Linked DNA regions of Oryctolagus cuniculus: region 1 is linked to region 2. Evidence: chromatin contacts called from public Hi-C data. All regions are on one chromosome and are shown on one strand. Each heading gives the region's core, a stretch centred on a gene start, on an enhancer-like site or on the middle of the called end of the contact. The rest is flanking DNA. Distances are from core to core; before and after follow the strand shown.

Region 1 (6,330 bases), core at 829-3,328, 71 kb before region 2:
GAGTCTGGACTCCAGCCTCAGTGGCCCTGGCACTGCCAACCAAGAAGCCTCACAGGGCAGCTGGGGTTCCTGTGAATGAGGGCACCTCGGCCCAGGTGAAGTGTGCGGGGCGGCTAGAGGCGGGTGCGTGCTGCATCAGCTTCTTGGCACTGCCTGGGGACCACAACCACTGAGGACCCCAAGTCAGACCAGTGGCCACTGGCTGAGTGTCCTCAGTGCCTGGCAAGAGAGCCTGGCTTTCTCCTTACTGTGCAGTCCGACGTGGGGGTGATCGTTGGTTATTGCCACGGTGTGGCTCTGTGAAGTCTTGTCAGCTTGAGAGCCTTTTGCCATGGTGGTCTTGGCCAAAGCTTGAGAGTTTCCTGTGGAGACGCTGGGCCTTCCAGGTTAGCAGTGAACCCTAGGGGACTTTTTAACCTTGACAGTGGCCAGAGAAGAAGCAAAATTTCAGACCAGACTGCTGTGGGTGCCTGCACTCCTGACCCTTGGAAAGTGGAGCTGACCAGGCTCATCTAGGCTAAGGAAGGGGTCTAAGCAGTCAGAATGTATTGAGCACCTGCTGTGTGCAAGGTGCTGAGGGGTTCCCAGAGACATGTGCAGTGGAGTCCTGGACCCGAGACCAGCCTACCACCAATGAGATGATCACTGAGCAGTGAGTGACACCCAGGCTCTGGCTAAGCTGTGTTGTGTGGACCTACAGATTGTATTCAGAAGTGGGAGACGTTGCTGGGTGTTGAAGTAATCCAGGAAGGCTCTCTGGAGGAGGTAGAAGTTAAATTGAGACTTGAAAGACAGGTGAAGTCACTCAATATGGTTCTCTTGTGAAACAGAAAAAAATCTGAAGCAACCTAAACATCCAGCATCAGAACATTATTTAAATAATTTTCTAAAAATATTTATTTATTTGTTTGAAAGAGTTACAGAGAGGCAGAGGCAGAAGCAGGGAGAGAGAGGGAGAGATGTTCCATCTACTGGTTCACTCCCCAGATGGCTGCGATGGTTGGAGCTGGGCTGATCTGAAACCAGGAGCTAGGAGCCTCCGCTGGGTCTCCCACACAGGTGCAGGGGCCCAAGGGTTTGGGCCATCTTCTACTGCTTTCCCAGGGCATCGTAGAGAGCTGGATTGGAAGTGGAGCAGCCGGAACTGAAACTGGTGCCCATATGGGTTGTCAGCACTGCAGGCGGTAGCTTTACCTGCTACGCCACAGCGCTGGCCCCTTAAATAAATTTGTTACAGCTACATACAGTGCTGTGTGTACAGCTGTTAGCAGTGGTATGCAGCAGTTCACATCACATGCTTCAGTAAAGACTGGCACATTCTCACATATAACATGAGCTGGCAAAAAGGGTCCCAAACCGTGTGTCTTGTAACACACCAGTTAGGTTCAGTAAGTGTAAATACAAAGGAAGGAAAATAGGAGGAAATCAAGCAAGATGCCAATGGGAGCTGGAAAATTCTGTTCTGTATTTTCTGTATGTTCTGTGGTGAGTATGTTGCTCTTCAAACAGGAGAAGAAGCGATTCTAGGGAAAGAACCCCTTGCCACTACAGAAGGTAGAAATAAACAGAACCAACTCCAGCCGCTGTGCAGGCAGCCCGTTCCCTAAGCCCCTGCCCCTGGAGTGGTGCAGGTTTCCCTGGCTTGCTCCTCTTTGCGGGGTTCCCTCCACCCCACCGTGTGTGCAGCCAGGCAGCAAGGCTGCTCCAGGGCTGCAGATGTGTTGCTGCAAGGTAGAAGACCCCTGCAGAGATGGGCTGGGAGGAGCTTAATTATAGGTTGGCTCCCACCTCACTCAGGAGGTGACCTGGTGAGTGCTCCGCAGTGCATGCCAGAGCCAGAGCTGGAGCCACGCCGGGCTTGCTGCTCCTGCAACCTGAGCTGTGGGTCCCAACCCTTTCCCCTACTCCCATTCTGTTCTCTCTCAGGAAGTGGGCTCCTTCCCATCTCCCCCCTGGCAGGCCCTCTGCTGGAGTTGAAGCCGCTTCCCTCCCAGCCGCTCACCCCTCCTTAGATTCCCTCCCTTCTCTCCTCTCCTCCCTGCAGCCCCTGTCTCCCCAAGTCAGCACATTGTGAGTGTAGAGCCTCCTGCCTGTCTGGCTTCTGCGGGTCCCTGACCCTCAGCCGCCCTGAGCCAGCAGACTGAGGCCAGGCTGCTGTGTAGCTGTCTCCCTTCCAGCCAGAGGTGCCCAGATCCTCTCTGCACTTTGGAGGTGACTTGTGTGATCAGACTGCACATGAGTGGGGCTTGGAAAGGCTGGGAGCACACAGGAAGGGAGGGCGGGGTAGCTGGGATGCAGGCATTGGCACAGTGGGACACAGGAGAGACTGCTGTGGACAGGGCCTTTAAATCCGAGCCCCCGGGGGCCCCGGGCCATCATACCAGGAGCATCAGGGCTGCCTGCTGTTCTGTCTTTCAAACTCCTGTCTATTTCTGACCTCTTGGACTTGCTGCTATCAAATACCAAGCGGTGTTGTAAACACATTGCTGGTTTTGGCTCATTTGATCCTCATGACAACCCTGTGACAGAGTGACGTTGACATCCCTGTTTTACAGTTGAAGAAACAAAGATGCAAAGTGCTCTCTGTCCAGCATTTCTGTGATGTATTCCAGCTGTCCCCTCTGCCTCTGTTGTTGCCTTTGAGGTGGGAGTGTTCCTGGTTTATGGGCCCTGGCGCTAGGCTGAGTGTGTGACTTACAGGTGCAGAGCGTGGGAGAGGAAGATGACAGCTACGTGACCTGAGCACTCGAAGCTCCCTCCTCCTGCCCCAATGCTGGCCCCCCTCTGGTGCTTTCATGGAACCAGAGTTGGCCTGTTCTGTTCCCTGTAAAGGAGGAAACTAGTCAGAGGCTTGTACCTACCCTCATATCAGTGTCATTGACAGGACATGTCAGGTGGTGATGAGGAGGGGGCAATGCCCCCCTGTCTGCTCCCGTGTTACACGTGTGCCTGGAACAGTCAGTCCTGCCCTCCTGTGGGGTGGCAGCCGAACTGTGGGTCCTGGCACTGGCAGGGGCTCTGTGCCAGAGCTTTGCAGATAGAATCTCTGAGGGTGGGGTCAGGTGGTCTGCATCTCAGCAAGCCTCACACATCATTCATCCACACCTTGAACCTGCTTCCAGGTGGCCCCGTGTGACCATGGATTCAACCACCTGCAGACTCAATCAGGCTTTTTTTTTTTAATATTTATTTATTTATTTGACAGAGTTACAGAGAAAGAGAGAGAGAGAGAGAGAGAGAGATCATCCATCCATCCACTGTTTCACTCTCCAGATGGCTCCAGCTGGTGCTCATGGGATGCTGGTGTTGCAGGGTGGTGGCTGAACCACTGTGCCACAAAGCCGGCCCCTATATATTATCTTATAGGTATATAATGGTATTGTCTCATGTTGGCTTTTTAAAAAATTATTTATTTGAAAGGCAGAGAGATGGAGATAGACAGAAATCTGCATCCATGGGTTCATTTCTCAAATGCCCATAAACAACTGGGGCTGGGCCAGGATGAAGCCAGGAGCCAGGAACTTAATTTGAGTCTCTCATATACGGGTGACAGGAATTCAGCTACTTGAGCCATCACCTGCTGCGTCCCATGGTGCACTTGATTAGGACACTGGAATTGGAAGTAGAGCTGGGACTTGAACCTAGGTGCTCTACAAGGCATGCAGGCATCCCAAGTCGGATGTGCCAAATGTACCAAATATCTGCCCTTCATTTTGGTTTTAATTTACAGTTTTCTAACCAGTTATGTTGAACGTCATGTGCTTACTGGATATACATCTGCCTTTGATGAAATGTTTATTCAAATCTTTTACCTGTGGGGGCCTTAGCTGTGGTAGATGGTAAAGATGCTGCCTGCCGTGCTAACATTCCATACAGTCACTGGTTCAAGTCCCAGCTGCTTGACTTCTGGTCCAGCTCCCTGCTAATCCATCTGGGAAAACAGCAAAAGCTGGCCCAAGTATTTGGGCCCTTGAACCATGTGGGAGACATGGATGCAGCTCCTGGCTCCTGGCTTTGAAGGCCTGGCCAAGCTCTGGCTGTTGCAGGCATTTGGGGAGTGAATCAGCAGATGGAAGATCTCTGTGTCTGCCTCTGCCTCTCTCTCTCTCTCTGTAACTCTGCCTTTCAAATCAATAAACCTTTTTTAAAAATCTTTTGCCTATTTAAAATGATTGGATTTTCTTATTGAGTTTTGTATGTCTTCCTGTGTTCTGGATGCAAGGTCTTCATCATATGGTGTCTTGCTAGTGGGCACTCCAGCCTGTGTCTTGACTTTTCATCCTCTTAGCAATGTCTTTTGAGGGCAGCTGCTTTTTGTCTTGATAAAGTCCACTGTTTTCTTTCATAGCTGGTACTTTGTCTAACTCGTGCCCACCACAGCCTCCTCCTGTCAGAAGCCTTGGGGTGTTAGTTAAACATGCAGATGTATGGCTCCTTTCTAAAGCTTTTAGAGTAGAAATTCAGGGGCTGGCATGTGTTGCAGTGGGTTAAGCCCCAACTTGCTGCTGGCATCTCATAGGAATGCCATTTGGGGGGCTGGAGCTGTGGCACAGCAGGTTGACACCCTGACCTATAGCACTGGCATCCCATGTGGGTGCCTGTTTGAGACCTGGCTGTTCCATTTCTGATCCAGCTCTCTGCTATGGCCTGGGAAAGCAGTGGAGGATGGCCTGAGTGCTTGGGCCCCTGCACCCAGGGGAGGCTCAGGGGAGGCTCCTGGCTCCTGGCTTCAGATTAGCACAGCTCCAGCCATTGCGGCCTATTGGGGATGGGCCAATGGATGGAGGACCCCCCTCTCTCTGCCTCTCCTCTCTCTGTGTAACTCTGACTTTCAAATAAATAAATAAATCTTAAAAAAAAAAAAAAAGGAACACCAGTTGGCATTCTGGCTGCCCCACTTCTGATCCAGCTCCCTGGGAATGAGCCTGGGAAAGCAGAAGGTGACCTCCACCCACATGGGAGACCTGGGTGGAATTCCAGGTTCTTGACTTTGTCCTGGCCCAGCCCTGGCTGTGGCTGCCATCTGGGGAGTAAACCAGATACAGGTCTCTCTTTCTCTGTCTCTCTGTCCGTCTTTCTGTATAACTCTGCCTTTCAAATATATATGTGAATGAATACATATATACACGTATACATATACATATATAGTACGCTGTGTATTTTTAGAAAGTAGAACCGCAGGGGGAGGGCAGTGATCTGCATTTTGACATGAACCTTTTTGCTTTCCCCCGCCTGGAGTTCTGGGAGTCACTGCTTGTTGTTTACAGTTCGGCGCTTTCTTCTCCTGATGGCTTAAGGTGGGGGTGTGCTGGGCAGAGCCATTGCTGGGGCAGACCTTGAACCTACTCAGGTTCAACCTGAGCCTCTGGACTGGCAGCTGCGACTCAGAGAAGGCACCTGTCTGCCTACCTCCTCCCCTGCTCCCAGGCTCACTTGGCTTCTTCCGTCCTCACCAGCAGGTGGCACCCTGTCACCGGCTGAGCAGGACCTGGCCAGGCTGTTTCTGGGTGCTAGGTCCTGACTGGGGTTTCCATTCCTGGCCAGCTCACTGCCTCTACTATATTTCTGTTTGACATCTACGAGGATGTGATCTCACAGTCCCTGTCTTAAACTAGGGCAGCCTTCATCCACTTTTCTCTGTTAAAAAAGTATGTGCATGTAAGAAAGTGCATGAAACCACATGGCACAGTGCAGACACCTACCTGAGTTATGTGCAATAGAAGTACTTATATACGGGGCCAGCGCTGTGGTACAATAGGTTATTCCTCCACCTGCGGCACCGGCATCTCATATGGGTGCTGGTTCTAGTCCCGGCTGCTTCTTTTCCGATCCTGCTCTCTGCTGTAGCCTGGGAAAGCAGTAGAAGATGGCCCAAATGCTTGGGCCCCTGCACCCAGCTCCTGGCTTTAGATTGGCTCAGCTTTGGCCATTACAGCCATTTGGGGAGTGAACCAGCAGATGGAAGACCTTTCTATCTCCCTCTCACTGTCTGTAACTCTACCTCTCAAATAAATAAAAGAAAAAAAAGTGTTTGTATAGCTCCCATCTAGTTCTACACAAAGAATGCTCTTAGAATCCCTGGGAGCCTCCTCCAGCCCCAGCAGGCGTCAGAATCCCAGCCCTTTTAGCTTTAGCATTGCCACCTGTGCCTGTGCCTCTGAACAAGAGAGCTGAGTTTGCTTTGTTTTTACACTTTTTATGCATGAATTAAAAATATGTAATCTGCGGGGGCTGGCGCTGTGGTGAAGTAGGTTAAAGCTCTGTCCTGAAGTGCCGGCATCCCATATGGGTGCCGGTTCTAGTCCAGGCTGCTCCACTTCTGATCCAGCT
Region 2 (5,990 bases), core at 3,286-5,785:
TGACTGGCACACTGAGGTTTGAGGACCTCTGCTTTGGAGAGAAGTGCTCTCCGATAGGACTACCTACTAGGTCAAGTTCACGTCCCATGTTAAATACGGTGCTTCCCACCAGGAGGGTTTGCTCTGCAGGACTGAAAGCAGTGGGCAGTCTTTCTCACGTTGGCCCACCCAGACCCTCATGAGCCTCAGCGTTGTGGCTGTGGCTGTTCTGAGGCGAGAGGCCAGGCCCCCATGCCTCCCATTAGCCTGCCGCTGTGCCAGGAGTCCAACCACAGTGAGGTCACGGCTTTTGGTTAAGCATCGCCTCCTCCCCTGTGAGCTCATTCCAATTCTCCACATTCCTGGAGACAAAGCTGAGAGTCAGATCAGGCCCTTGTTACTCCAAGTGTGGTCCTCGCTGGCCAGTGTCGACATGAGATGCAGAGTGTAGGTCATTTCCTGGGCCTGCAGACAAGAGAGCCTTGAGCGTGGGTGTCCTTCCAGACACGCAGCAGTCAGTGCGGAGGTTATCTTTTCTATGGGACACCAGTCCACAAGTTAGCATTTAAATCCCCTTAATTAACAGTAACGAGGAACAGTACTGCCATATTCTCATCATCCAGCCTGTAAGGTGCTGCTTTAGTGCTTGGTGTGCGCTTCTCTCCTTGTCTCTTTTCCACGTTGGAGATAAGAATTCCTAAGAGCCCATTCCTGAGGGTGTGGGGTTGAGCCTAACATTCCTGGGACCGGGTTTATCAGCTGCTCTGTGTTCCAGTCCCAGAAAGGGATGGAACCACCCAACGCTTGAGGGAAAAGAGAAAATAAAACAGAGGTGGGGAAAATGTAGAGGAAGCGGGAAGCAGCTTACGGGTGCCTGTGACAAGGCTGAGCACCTGCTCTGATTGTCTCATTTAACTTCAGGCAGCTTCTATTTTTATATCAAGCCTACAGAGGAAAATTCGGATTGGAGAAAGTGGAGCCCCAGGTGAGATGGGAGACAACAGGGATTCAAACCCAGGCCTGCTGACTGGCGTCCTTCTCTCAGAGCCAGGGTGCGGGGCCGAGAAGTGGCTCATGCAAGGCCCCGCAGGAGCACAGGGCCCACAGCCTTCCCAGAGAGCCCCACCCATCCCCAGGAGGCCTCACCAACTTCCCTGACATAGGCTGGTCCTGACACAGAGGCCTGGATCCTTCTTGGTCTAGGGCCACCCCTGGGCCCTCCAAGCTACCACTTTGGGTGCAGAACCCAGCCAGAGAGTGGGACTCAGGATGTCTTCTATCTCAGTGGGGTCTTCCTCTGTCACTCCTTGGGAGGACTCCCGACACCTGGGTTCTCCAGAGGATGGAGTGGGGTGGGGTGGGGGAGGACCATCAGAGTGAGAAAATGCTGGTCCAGGGGCCGGCATGGTGGCACAGCGGGTTACCCACTGCCTGTAACTTGGAATCCCAGCTGCTCCACTTCCGATGCAGTTCCCTGCTAATGCACCTGGGGAAATAGCAGCAGAGGATGCCCCAAGTGTTTGGGCCCCTGCACCCATGTGGGAGACCTGGCTCCTGGCTTTAGTCTCAGCCCAGCTCATCCCACGTTGTTGTCATGTGGGGAGTGAATCAGCAGATGGAAGAACCTTTCTCTCACTCTCGCTCTGTCTCTTCCTCTCTCTCTCTATCACTCTGCCTTTCAGATAAACAGTTATTTAAAAAAAAAAAAATCTGGTCCAACCGTTTCCCACCTTAGAGATGGAAATGTCAGTGCCCATGGAAGTGTTCCAGAATGTTCCAGAGGGCATGATTTCACTAAGGATATGCAGCAAGCTGGCGGCAGAGCCCAGCCTAAAGCCCAGGTTTCCTGGCTCTGGGCTGGGTCCTGGTGCTAGGGAACTCAGTGCTCAGAGCTCCGGCCTCTGCTCCTAGACTCACACCCCTGGGTGTAGGGGTGAGTCAGCCCTTGAAACGCTGCTTGTCGTTTACAACTGCAGATCAAGGTAGCTGAGCTGCCTCCCTGAGGAGAGCTCACTAAGTTGCACTTGACAACATTTAGAAGGAGGCACTCCTCTGAAGCTGGTTAAGACGAGGGAGGGGTCCCTCTGGCTCCCCAGAAGGGGTCCACTCCTGTTTGGGCCTCAGCCTCTCTGCAGCTCCCCTTCTCTCCAACAGATGCTGAGGGCCTGGGTGCCAGGAGCCAAACACCCACCACGTGGAGACCTCCTTCCTCTCCCTGTGGACTCCCAGCCTTTCCAAAATGGTGGCTACATCCCTGACTTTCCTTGCCCAACAGGCCCTTGTGCACTCTGAACCGGGGGGAGAGACCAAGTCTTCCATGGGAGGTGGCCGGCTTCCCCGCCCGGGGAGGATCCTGCAAGCAGCTCCTGGGCTTCATTCCAGCCTCTGGGGAGCAGGTGCACAAGACCAGCAGAGCCCTCCTACAGTCCCCCCCTCCAGCCTTGACCTGGAAGAATGGCAGGGTGGACACCCTGCAATAAAATGGAAGGGGGCTCGGCTCTTGATGAGGGGAAATGGGCTGAATGCTTGTGTCCTCCCCACATTTCTGTCCCCTAGCGTGACTGTTCGTAGAGAAGGCTTGCAGGAGGGCTGGTGCCGCGGCTCAATAGGCTAATCCTCAGCCTGCAGCGCTGGCACACCGGGTTCTAGTCCCGGTTGCTCCTCTTCCAGTCCAGCTCTCTGCTGTGGCCCTGGAGTGCAGTGGAGGACAGCCCAGGTCCTTGGGCCCTGCACCCGCATGGGAGACCAGGAGAAGCACCTGGCTCCTGGCTTCGGATCAGCTGTGGGCAATGCGCCGGCCCACAGCGGCCTTTGGAGGGTGAACCAACAGTAAAGGAAGACCTTTCTCTCTGTCTCTCTCACTGTCCACTCTACCTGTCAAAAAAAAAAAAAAAAAGAGAGAGAGAGAGAGAGAAGGCTTGCAGGAGGTAGTTAGGTTAAACAGGGGTAGACAAGGGTAGAGAACTGCCTTTCAAATAAATTAATTTTTTAAAGTTTTTTTTTATTTGAAAGAATTACATAGAGAAAGGAGAGGCAGAGAGAGAGAGAGAGAGAGAGAGAGATCTTCCAGCCACCAGCTTACTCCCCGACTGGCCGCAATGGCTGGAAGCTGCACCAATCTGAAGCCAGGAGCCAGGAGCTTCCTCCAGGTCTCCCATGTGGGTGCAGGGGCCCAAACATTGGGCCATTCTCCACTGCCTTCACAGGCCACAGCAGAGAGCTGCATCAGAAGTGGAGCAGCCAGGACTCGAACCGGCGCCCACATGGGATGCCAGCACCGCAGGTGGTGGCCCCACCCGCTACGCCACAGCACTGGCCCCTCAAATAAGTAAATATTAAAAAAAAAAGAGGAAAGGATCAGAGAAAGGGGGTGGAGAGTGAGAGGGAAAGACTGTGCAGTGCAAAGTCCAGTGCCCCCAGAAATGACAACTCGTGTTTGTTGAGCACCTACTAGAGGCCAGGTGCTGGGTGGGTGCCTTCCATGCACGGACTGGTTGGTTAATTCTAACCAGAATGTACTGGGTTCTGTTGTCCCCGCTTTGTAGATGCAAAGAAACTGAGGCACAAAGACAGTGTAACGCTCCCAAAGCCACGCAGACAGTAAGCGGAAGTGGGGGGCGAATGCAGGATTTCCAGCACAGCGCCCTGAACGCTGCCTTCCTCCCCCGCAGTTCCAACCTGAGGATCAGAGGGACCTGAAGCGTGCAAGCCCTGCCCCGAGCGGCGATGCTGTAACAGGGAGCGAGCACTGTGCGCTGGGACTGCTCCAAGCGTAGCCACTCTTCTCATCTTCATGACAGCTCTAGGAGGTCTGCACTGTTCTTATCCCCATTTTACAGATGAAGAAACTGAGGCAGCAGCAGAAAGCCGAGCGCAACTCAGGTCTTTGTCCCGCAGAAAGGTAGACTTGAGAAGGCACCTCCTGCTTCCCGCTCTAGGCAGGCTGCCCACTGCTGGGGATTAGTGTCAGCGTCTGGCCCAGTGATGAGCTCAGAGATGCCAGCAGATCAGGACGGAGGAGCAGCTGGAGTCAGAAGCTAGGACAGAAGCTAGCAAGCGGCTTCCAACTAGAGTCCCCCGGAACAAACCCTAAACCCCGTTCGCTGGAAGTTGGGACCTCTGTTCACTGATGGTGTCCGTAGGGTGCCTGACCAGCGGGCTCCGAGCTGGTGGCCCTCGCCCAGCTTCCTCCCTCGGCCGTCCAGGGTCTTTGCAGCTTCATCTCCTGTCCCGATCAGAAAGGCCCACGTCCTGGACACCAGCGCGAGCGGCCCGGGGTCGCGCTGGGCTGGGGCAAGGGGGAGGAGTGGGGACAGAGGCCGGGTGCGGGTCCCCGGGAGAGGGGTGCGCGGGTAACGGGCGTCGTGGCCAGGGCTCCGCGGGCGGCGGGCTGTGTCCCCTGCTTTGGAGGGGCGCTCGGTCCCGCGGAAGGAGGGAGGCATGCCGGGGCGCCCTCGCTCGGCGGGCGCAGGTGTGCCGGGTTCCATGGTGACGGCGCCGCGCCAGCCCCCTCCTTCCCGCTGGCCGGGGAAGTGCGGGGCGACTAGCAGGCAGCAGAGTCCGGCGGGCAGCGGAGCGGCGTGGAGCCCGCAACCCCGGCTCCGAGGGCAGCGAGACCAGCCCGACGCAGGGGCCTGAGAGCGCACGCCTCCTGCTCGCCTCCGCCCGGCCGGGACCGAGCTGCAGGGGGCAGGGGCAGGGGCGCCCCGGGGCGCTGCTCCGCCCCCGCCCACCCCTTGCGGGTCGAGGCTCCCTCGTCGTAGACTGGCCCGCAGCGCATGGGAGCTGGCAGCATGGAGGGTGAGTGGCCCCGGGGCTGCGGGGGACACTGAGTCAGGTGCAGAGAGATAAGGGACAGGGGCAGTCGACAGCACTGTGGCCCTCGGGTGGGTGACGGGGACCCTGAGAGAGGAAGAAAGACCCAGGGGGGATTCTGTGTTCACGGTGTGTGTGTGTGTGTGTGTGTGTGTGTGTGTAGAGAGAGAGAGAGAGAGAGAGAGAGAGAGACCGAGACCTGGAGGTGACTCTGTTGAGAGAGTGGGACAGAGACACACAGAGGAAGAGACCTGGAGGTTTCTATGTCCATGGTGTCTCTCTCCCTCCCCGTCCCGTGTGTGTGTGTGTGTGTGTGTGTGTGTGTGAGAGAGAGAGAGAGAGAGAGAGAGAGAGACACCTGGGGGAGAGACCTGAGGGTATCTATGTCCATGGTGTCTCTCTCCCTCCTTGTGTGTGTGTGTGTGTGTGTGAGAGAGAGAGAGAGACAGAGACAGAGAGAGAGACAGAGAGACAGAGACACACACACAGAGAGAGAGACAGAAAGAGAGACAGAAAGAGACAGAGACACCTGGGGGAGAGACCTGGGGGTATCTATGTCCATGGTATCTCCCTCCTTGTGTGTGTGTGTGAGAGAGAGAGAGAGAGAGACCTGGGGGAGGGTCTCCACTTCCCCCTCTATGTGCACCCCCATACTTGAGCTTCCTTTCTCTGGCGAGGAGAGGGCTGTTCGTTTCGGAGGAGTGCTCCCCGACTGTGGCTGCCTGAAGGAGTGGGGGTGCGGTGGTGGTGTTCCAGAGATCTTCCTACCCAGCAGTTTCTGTCCGTGGGGAGGGGGAACAGCTATGACCTCACCCCCCCCCCCCGGGATAGTGGCCAGGCACACAGCTGTTGTTCCAGACTTGCGCGGCGGGGGTCCAGACCCCTTTCCAGGCAGTGCAGGCAGGGGGAACTCTATGTGGGCTAAGAAACCAGAGGCTGGGGGGCTGGTCCTGTGGCTTGCGGGTGTCACTGAGATGGTGGCCAAACCTCTCGGTGCCATTGCTTACTTGTCTGTTAAGCGGAGCCACTTACCTCCGGCTGGCTTCCCGGAGCAGCTGAGGGGCTAAAATGAGACATGATGTGTTGTACAAATTCACGCCAGTCAAGGGAGGCTGCCACGAGAGGTGATGAAGCCTCGGAATGCCAATAAGTAATTACAGACACTTCTGTCAAGCAAAAAGGAGTTCTATAGAAAA

The links. A called contact is a pair of places that touch in the nucleus more often than the background predicts.
Region 1: a Hi-C map of an unstated tissue shows a contact between it and region 2, with 2.4 times the contacts expected there. The contact joins the enhancer-like site here to the promoter of NPFFR1 in region 2. A contact is called at or near these places in 3 of 6 Hi-C or Micro-C datasets (ear pinna, psoas muscle and an unstated tissue).

Annotation. Positions count from the first base shown.
Region 1 is chr15:61,925,454-61,931,783 of mOryCun1.1, reverse strand. The region is part of intron 2 of LRRC20 (leucine rich repeat containing 20); the gene reads left to right. Among named protein-coding and RNA genes, the nearest start is that of LRRC20, 9.3 kb to the left of the region's middle. Within about 2 kb of position 2,078, at least 1 of the 8 cell types and tissues checked has an H3K27ac peak or open chromatin away from gene starts, as enhancers often do.
Region 2 is chr15:61,857,315-61,863,304 of mOryCun1.1, reverse strand. NPFFR1 (neuropeptide FF receptor 1) reads left to right here and starts at 4,535. Exons shown (of 4, transcript XM_051823828.2): 1 at 4,535-4,779. The coding sequence starts at 4,758.